Regions from separate parts of the Mus musculus genome. Here region 2 is linked to region 1. A link is a contact called in public Micro-C data. All regions are on one chromosome and are shown on one strand. The core of a region is the stretch at or near the end of the contact, and the rest is flanking DNA. Distances in the headings are between cores, read along the strand shown. Region 1 overlaps Swap70 (SWA-70 protein). Region 2 overlaps Sbf2 (SET binding factor 2).

Evidence for each region. Hi-C and Micro-C count contacts between places; a contact is called where the count stands out from the background.
Region 2: a contact with region 1 is called in a Micro-C map of embryonic fibroblasts, with 7 times the contacts expected there. The contact joins two enhancer-like sites. A contact is called at or near these places in 1 of 39 promoter capture datasets (the C10 cell line), 2 of 15 datasets of contacts at CTCF or cohesin (the NIH/3T3 cell line and large pre-B cells), 9 of 484 Hi-C or Micro-C datasets (bone marrow-derived macrophages, conventional type 1 dendritic cells, cortical neurons and 5 more) and 4 of 115 datasets of contacts at active chromatin or transcription factors (acute myeloid leukemia, astrocytes, embryonic fibroblasts and 1 more).

What each region holds. Positions count from the first base shown.
Region 1 is chr7:110,282,328-110,285,027 of GRCm38.p6, forward strand. Swap70 (SWA-70 protein) reads left to right here. Exons shown (of 12, transcript NM_009302.3): 12 at 1-1,179. Among named protein-coding and RNA genes, the nearest start is that of Gm32861, 4.7 kb to the right of the region's middle. Within about 2 kb of position 1,359, at least 55 of the 459 cell types and tissues checked have an H3K27ac peak or open chromatin away from gene starts, as enhancers often do. A contact at or near this core is called in embryonic fibroblasts, where this site is marked.
Region 2 is chr7:110,524,198-110,526,897 of GRCm38.p6, forward strand. All of the region lies in intron 2 of Sbf2 (SET binding factor 2), which reads right to left. It also overlaps the pseudogene Gm10087. Among named protein-coding and RNA genes, the nearest start is that of Gm46027, 80 kb to the right of the region's middle. Within about 2 kb of position 1,339, at least 25 of the 459 cell types and tissues checked have an H3K27ac peak or open chromatin away from gene starts, as enhancers often do. A contact at or near this core is called in embryonic fibroblasts, where this site is marked.

The sequences.
Region 1 (2,700 bases), core at 109-2,608:
TTCCAGACATGTGCAAGTCTACAGATAGATCCCAGCAGTCCTGGCATCTACATAAGGACTGGATAGAGTTCCATTAATCTCTGCCTTTTATGACTGGAAAACATTTGCCAATGGAAGTCTTACCAATTTTTCTTAAGATTTTGGGCTGCTTAATAAAAGTAATTTTATTTAATGTTTATAGTTGCCTTCATACAGTTTAGATTTGTGTGCAAAGTATCACTGTGTCACGAACCTTCTTAGTGGATAACTTGGGTGTAGGTTTGGACCTGGCCATTCACTCACCATGTTTCCTTGTCAGTGCAGCCGGGAATCAGACCAAGGGGACCAGGGTCTCCCCTGTGTCTTGATGATGTCTCCTAGAGACCTCAGTGTCCTTGGAGAGAAAAGAAAAAGAAACTCCAAGAAGGTACTGGCCGGTGTGAAATGTCTGGACGGAAGCAAGGGCCTGGGGGTCCAGGGGAGACTGGGGTAAAGGGATCGCCCGGGCCGGGCTGACAGAACCTCCCTCCTTAAACCTGGACTGTCTTACAGCACAGCCAGAGGCATGGCCCGCAGCTGCCACGGCCCTCCTTGTCTGGTCTCAAGCCTGAATACTGCATGCTCCCTTTGTATGGGCTGTGCAGAAGGCGTCTGCAGTCTGTAGTGTTTGTTTCTGCTTGCCTCACCGGCTTCAGTAGCACTGTGGCTGGGAAGTGAAAGTCCTTTGTAGACAGTGGATGAGAAGACCGCACAGATGTGAACTGTGTGACTCCCCTTTAGGCCAATGCGCTGATACTTGTGGGTCTCTCCTGATACTCAAGGTGGTTTCAGCTAAGTGTCTATAGACCGTGCCTCATCTCTGTAATAACTACAGGAAACGTTGGGAGTGTCTGTCTGTGTGTTCACTGTAATCAGCCCTTTCCTCCAACGAGAGATGAGATTATTTGCAGGAATTATGAATGAAAAGCATTTGAAAATGTTTTGGGATCTACTATATTGAGAATGAACAAAATATTTATAATTTTAAAACATTTTTATCTACACATACAATGTAATATGCTCTACTTCTTGTTTTTTTTTTGTTTTGTTTTTTTGCTAATTTTTCTAAGGTATTAAAATGTTTTCTATGGGATTTTTGGTTTCTATTTTTTTAGTAAAGTGGACTCAATAACAAAATTAAACATACCAGAATTTCATACATTTTAAACTGGTTACATTAATAAAATGGAGTAAAGTGTGTGTGTGTATGTGTGTGTGCACTTGTGTGTGCGTGCCTGCCTGCATGTGTGCTTTTGCTAATCTTCATTTTCATACAGTCATGTGGATGTGGTTTAGGGATACTCCTGAAAACACTGGGTTTGGGAGTTAAGACCTCAAGAAGTTAGCTGTGACCTCATGTTTGGTGTGAGTCACAGCTGTGGGAAGCCTTGGTCAGCTCAGGAACCTACCTCTATCGTTGCTGTTACCTCTGAAGTCTTTTCTTCTTGTCTCTGTTCTCTCAATTTATTTATTTATTTTTATGTCTTTGACTAGAATAAACCTTGTGGTTTTCTATTTGGTTTTACATGGTCACCAAGATTAAAACTTCGTACTGTGGATGAAGCGGTCCCTTGTTCTAGCTTGACTATGTATTGGCAAGCTGGTCTTCCCTCATGAAGGAGAGCAGGGAGAGAAAGGTGTTTGTCAAACCATCCTTCTTTCTCTAGTGCAGTGCTCTCAAGTACAGACACTTGTTCCTGAGGGGACACTTGGCAGTATCTGGAAACATTTGTGGTTTTCATAACTGGAAGGAGTGTGCTGGCTGTGGTGGGTGCCTTGCATCACCCCTGCTCGGGGGCAGTTGCTGTTAATTCCTGTTAAGCCTCATTGACCCTTCTGAGGTTTCTAAGTCATTGGTCTTGGGTAGTGGGCACATTTGTGGCGGACACTAAATTCCAACCCTAGTCTAGACTCAACCTCCCTGTCCATTTTCTACTAGAGCAGAAACAGTCTGTCAGGGCCATACACCCACAGGAATGTGGGCCTTTCTCTATGTCTGCCTCCTGTATGGCAGTTGCGAGGGCCAGAGAGATTGTTAGAGTAAGCAAAGGAGAGCTCTGTCCAGATCCCACCTCCCCACTTCACCCCAGTTCTCCCCCAAACACAACCAGTAGCCTAACCTGGGTTTCTGAAGGTGGTATCTGGGAGACTCACTTCCTGAGTTTCCTCTCTGCTCTTTAGCCAGGAGCACCCCAGGGACAGGGTCCATCACAGACTGGGGGTTCAGACCAGCTGCCACCTCCATGTCACCCTCAAAGTCTGTCCAATGGGAGTGAGGCTGTCCTAGGCTGCCAGAGCAGGGGTTTCATATCAGGGGAGAGCATTCCAGGATTGGAATTGAGTGTCCACCACAAACATACCCACTACCTAAGACCGGTGACTTGGAAGCCTCAGAAGGGCCAGCAAGACTTAACAGGAATGGACAGCACTCTCCAAGCGAGGCTGGTTCGAGGCACCCACTACAGCCAGCACACTCCTGGTTATGAAAACAAGGATACAATGAGTGATTACAGAGAATGTGAACTAGGGAAAAGACTTCATCTCGGAGGCCCAAGGCCTGCAGCCCTGGTTCTGAGCTGGAAGCTGGTGATGGCAGGAAAGGGCTTTTTCCAGCGTTCTGTGCTTCCCACCCCTGCTTGCATCAGAGTACTTACCTGGGAAGGAGTCCGGGCATCAGTCACA
Region 2 (2,700 bases), core at 89-2,588, 240 kb after region 1:
TTAAGAAAACAAGCAAATAAATTACAATGGTTTCAGGCTGGAGAGATGGCTCAGCGGTTAAGAGCACTGACTGCTCTTCCAGAGGTCCTGAGTTCAATCCCCAGCAACCACGTGGTGGCTCACAACCATCTGTAATGGGGTCCGATATCCTCTTCTGGTGTGTCTGAAGATAGCAACAGTGTATTCACATAAAATAAATAAATATTTTTTTAATTACAATTGTTTCTTATTGCCTCCTACTTCAAATACAGATACCTCACAACTTTAAGGCCTCCACTATCTGGCTTCATAAATTTAGAAAATGGCAATTTCCATCCCAACTACCCCCTAGTCCCTGCCTGAGCTCCCTGACCCAGTCAGCTCTTGCCTCTTTGAGCAAGTTTCCATCTTTCCTACTACTTTGCTTTGGTCTGCTCACTACCAGTGTCTGTGTCTCCATAGTGGAAAAAATCCTAACCAGCCTTCAGACTTAATTCACTCACATAGGTTTTGAGTTCTTAGCAGAGCAGAGACACTATCACACAGTTACACAATGGCATGCACCTATCCCTTTCTAAACAATTACTTTTCCCTAATAGATTTTAAAAGCCTTAGGAATGTAGAAGGTGTCCATCTTTTCTCCATCAGAGGAGAGAAACTGAATTACAAGTGGCGGAGTTTTTAGGGCTTGAGTATAGCTTAATGAGAAAAAGCTAGCTGGCTGACAAGAGGCCGTAGGTTCAATATACTGCATGAAAGAATGAAAAGGATTGGAGAGGTGATGGTAAAGGAGGAGAGACTAGATGGGAGGGGCAGGGGAAGGGCAGCAGAGGAGGGAAGGGAGGCTTTAAAGACAGGAAACTCAATCTTAAGAGAAATTAAATAAAATCCTCAAACTTTCAGAGTGACAAAGCAGTACAGTAAGTTCAAAGCTCAGTTGGGGAGAGTTTTGTTTTCACAGTATTGACAAGCAATTCAAGATTATTGAGAGGGGAAGAGTGGACAAGGACTGGTGACCTACCTCTTAGACAGAACTACAAAGATCTATTTGAACTTGGTGAAACAGCCTTACAAGACAGCTTGCCCTAACAATAACCACACACCAGGACTCCTCTCAGGATGAAAGGGAAGCTGTGATGCTACAGAATGTCTAAAGAATGAAAAGTATTTAGTTTAAACTAACAAACAAAAAAAGGGAAGGAAGGAAGGAATATAATACTTCTGGTCAAAAGTCCTCTTTCTGGAATTCATGATGAATGAGAAGAATTTTCATCTTGAAAAGCAATGTGCAACGTGCAGTTCCTCTACAACTGCTATTCACTGAAACAACTGATCTTATTACAAAACAAGTTAAAGAAACAAACAAAGCCTCTTTCAATTGCTGCTCTGACTCATTGTTAGAATTCACCTTTCCTTTCACTTCAACACAGTTACAGATACTGAATGCCAAATGTTAGTTACACTGAAGCACAGGACATTAGACAATTTTAACATCAGTAAACTGAATTCAGCTATCCTTAGTCACTGACTGATGACTCTATTCCTACTTGTACATTTTTAAAGTAAGATTTATGTCCTTCCTGGAAGTTCTTTTTGCATTCCAGATTACAATAGGGACTCAAGTATAACAACAACAACAACATGCATACGTAAGTCAAGCAGTAGGCAGGACAGGACTCAAATTCTTCAACAAAATACTAATCTTTAAAAGATTTTAGCACAATGAAACTAAGTTCTGGTTTAATATCAAACCTTGAAATGTAATCAGAAAATGTATGTTTCTGATCTGTGCTTTAGAAGAAAGTACTTACAAAACTGCTTCCCACTCTATAGGAAGTAGTTGCTTAGACCAGACCATGCATCCAGTGACGAATGCCATCCGGTAAAACAATTACCATCAATCTTCATCTTCCAGGTTTAACAAAACTAAAAGTCTGTTTCCTATAAAGTCTGAAATGATGGTTGAACAGGTTATTTTTAATTTCTAGGATAGAAATAATAAATTTTTTAAAGGTGGTTTTGTAACTGCTCAGAATGATTTTAAACTCACAATTCTCCTGCCCTGGCTTCCCAAGCCATTAAACTTTTAAGCAGTTATACAAGTTCTATATTTAAATTACTTTAACAAATGACTGTTTTTTATTTCTGCTACTCCTGGGGGCAAGACACACACACACACGCACACGCACGCACACATGCACACATGCACGCACACATGCACACATGCACGCACACACGCAAATACCCCTTCCTCTGTTAAAGTCACATCTGCAGGGGGGCAAAGGCTACTAAAAAAAGAACAACCAGCTCTTTCAAGTTCATATCCTGCCAGCAGATACTCTGCAATGGTCAGGGATGTACTGTCATAAGGGAATAATGTTACATACTTAAGAGGGAAATCCTAGGCTCAAAATTAAAGTGGCTGCATTAATAATATACTTAACTACATAAATCTGTGGTCTCTGCCTAATTCTCTGATTTGCGATGTTTTCTAAACGTTATATGACAAAGACTGAGCATACCTCTTCCCCTTGTCTTTTGCAGTGAGTATATTTATAATTAATGGCCACGGTTCTTCTCTAATTGAGACATCGGCAGTTGGGGTGTCGGTGAAAGTTGTCTCTTCCTGTGTGAACTACGTCCCAGGAGCCTACAGAAAAGCGCTGGCTTCTCAAGCCCCTAGGAAGGTGCCTGGCTCCTCCACCTTTGTCACCAGTTCTT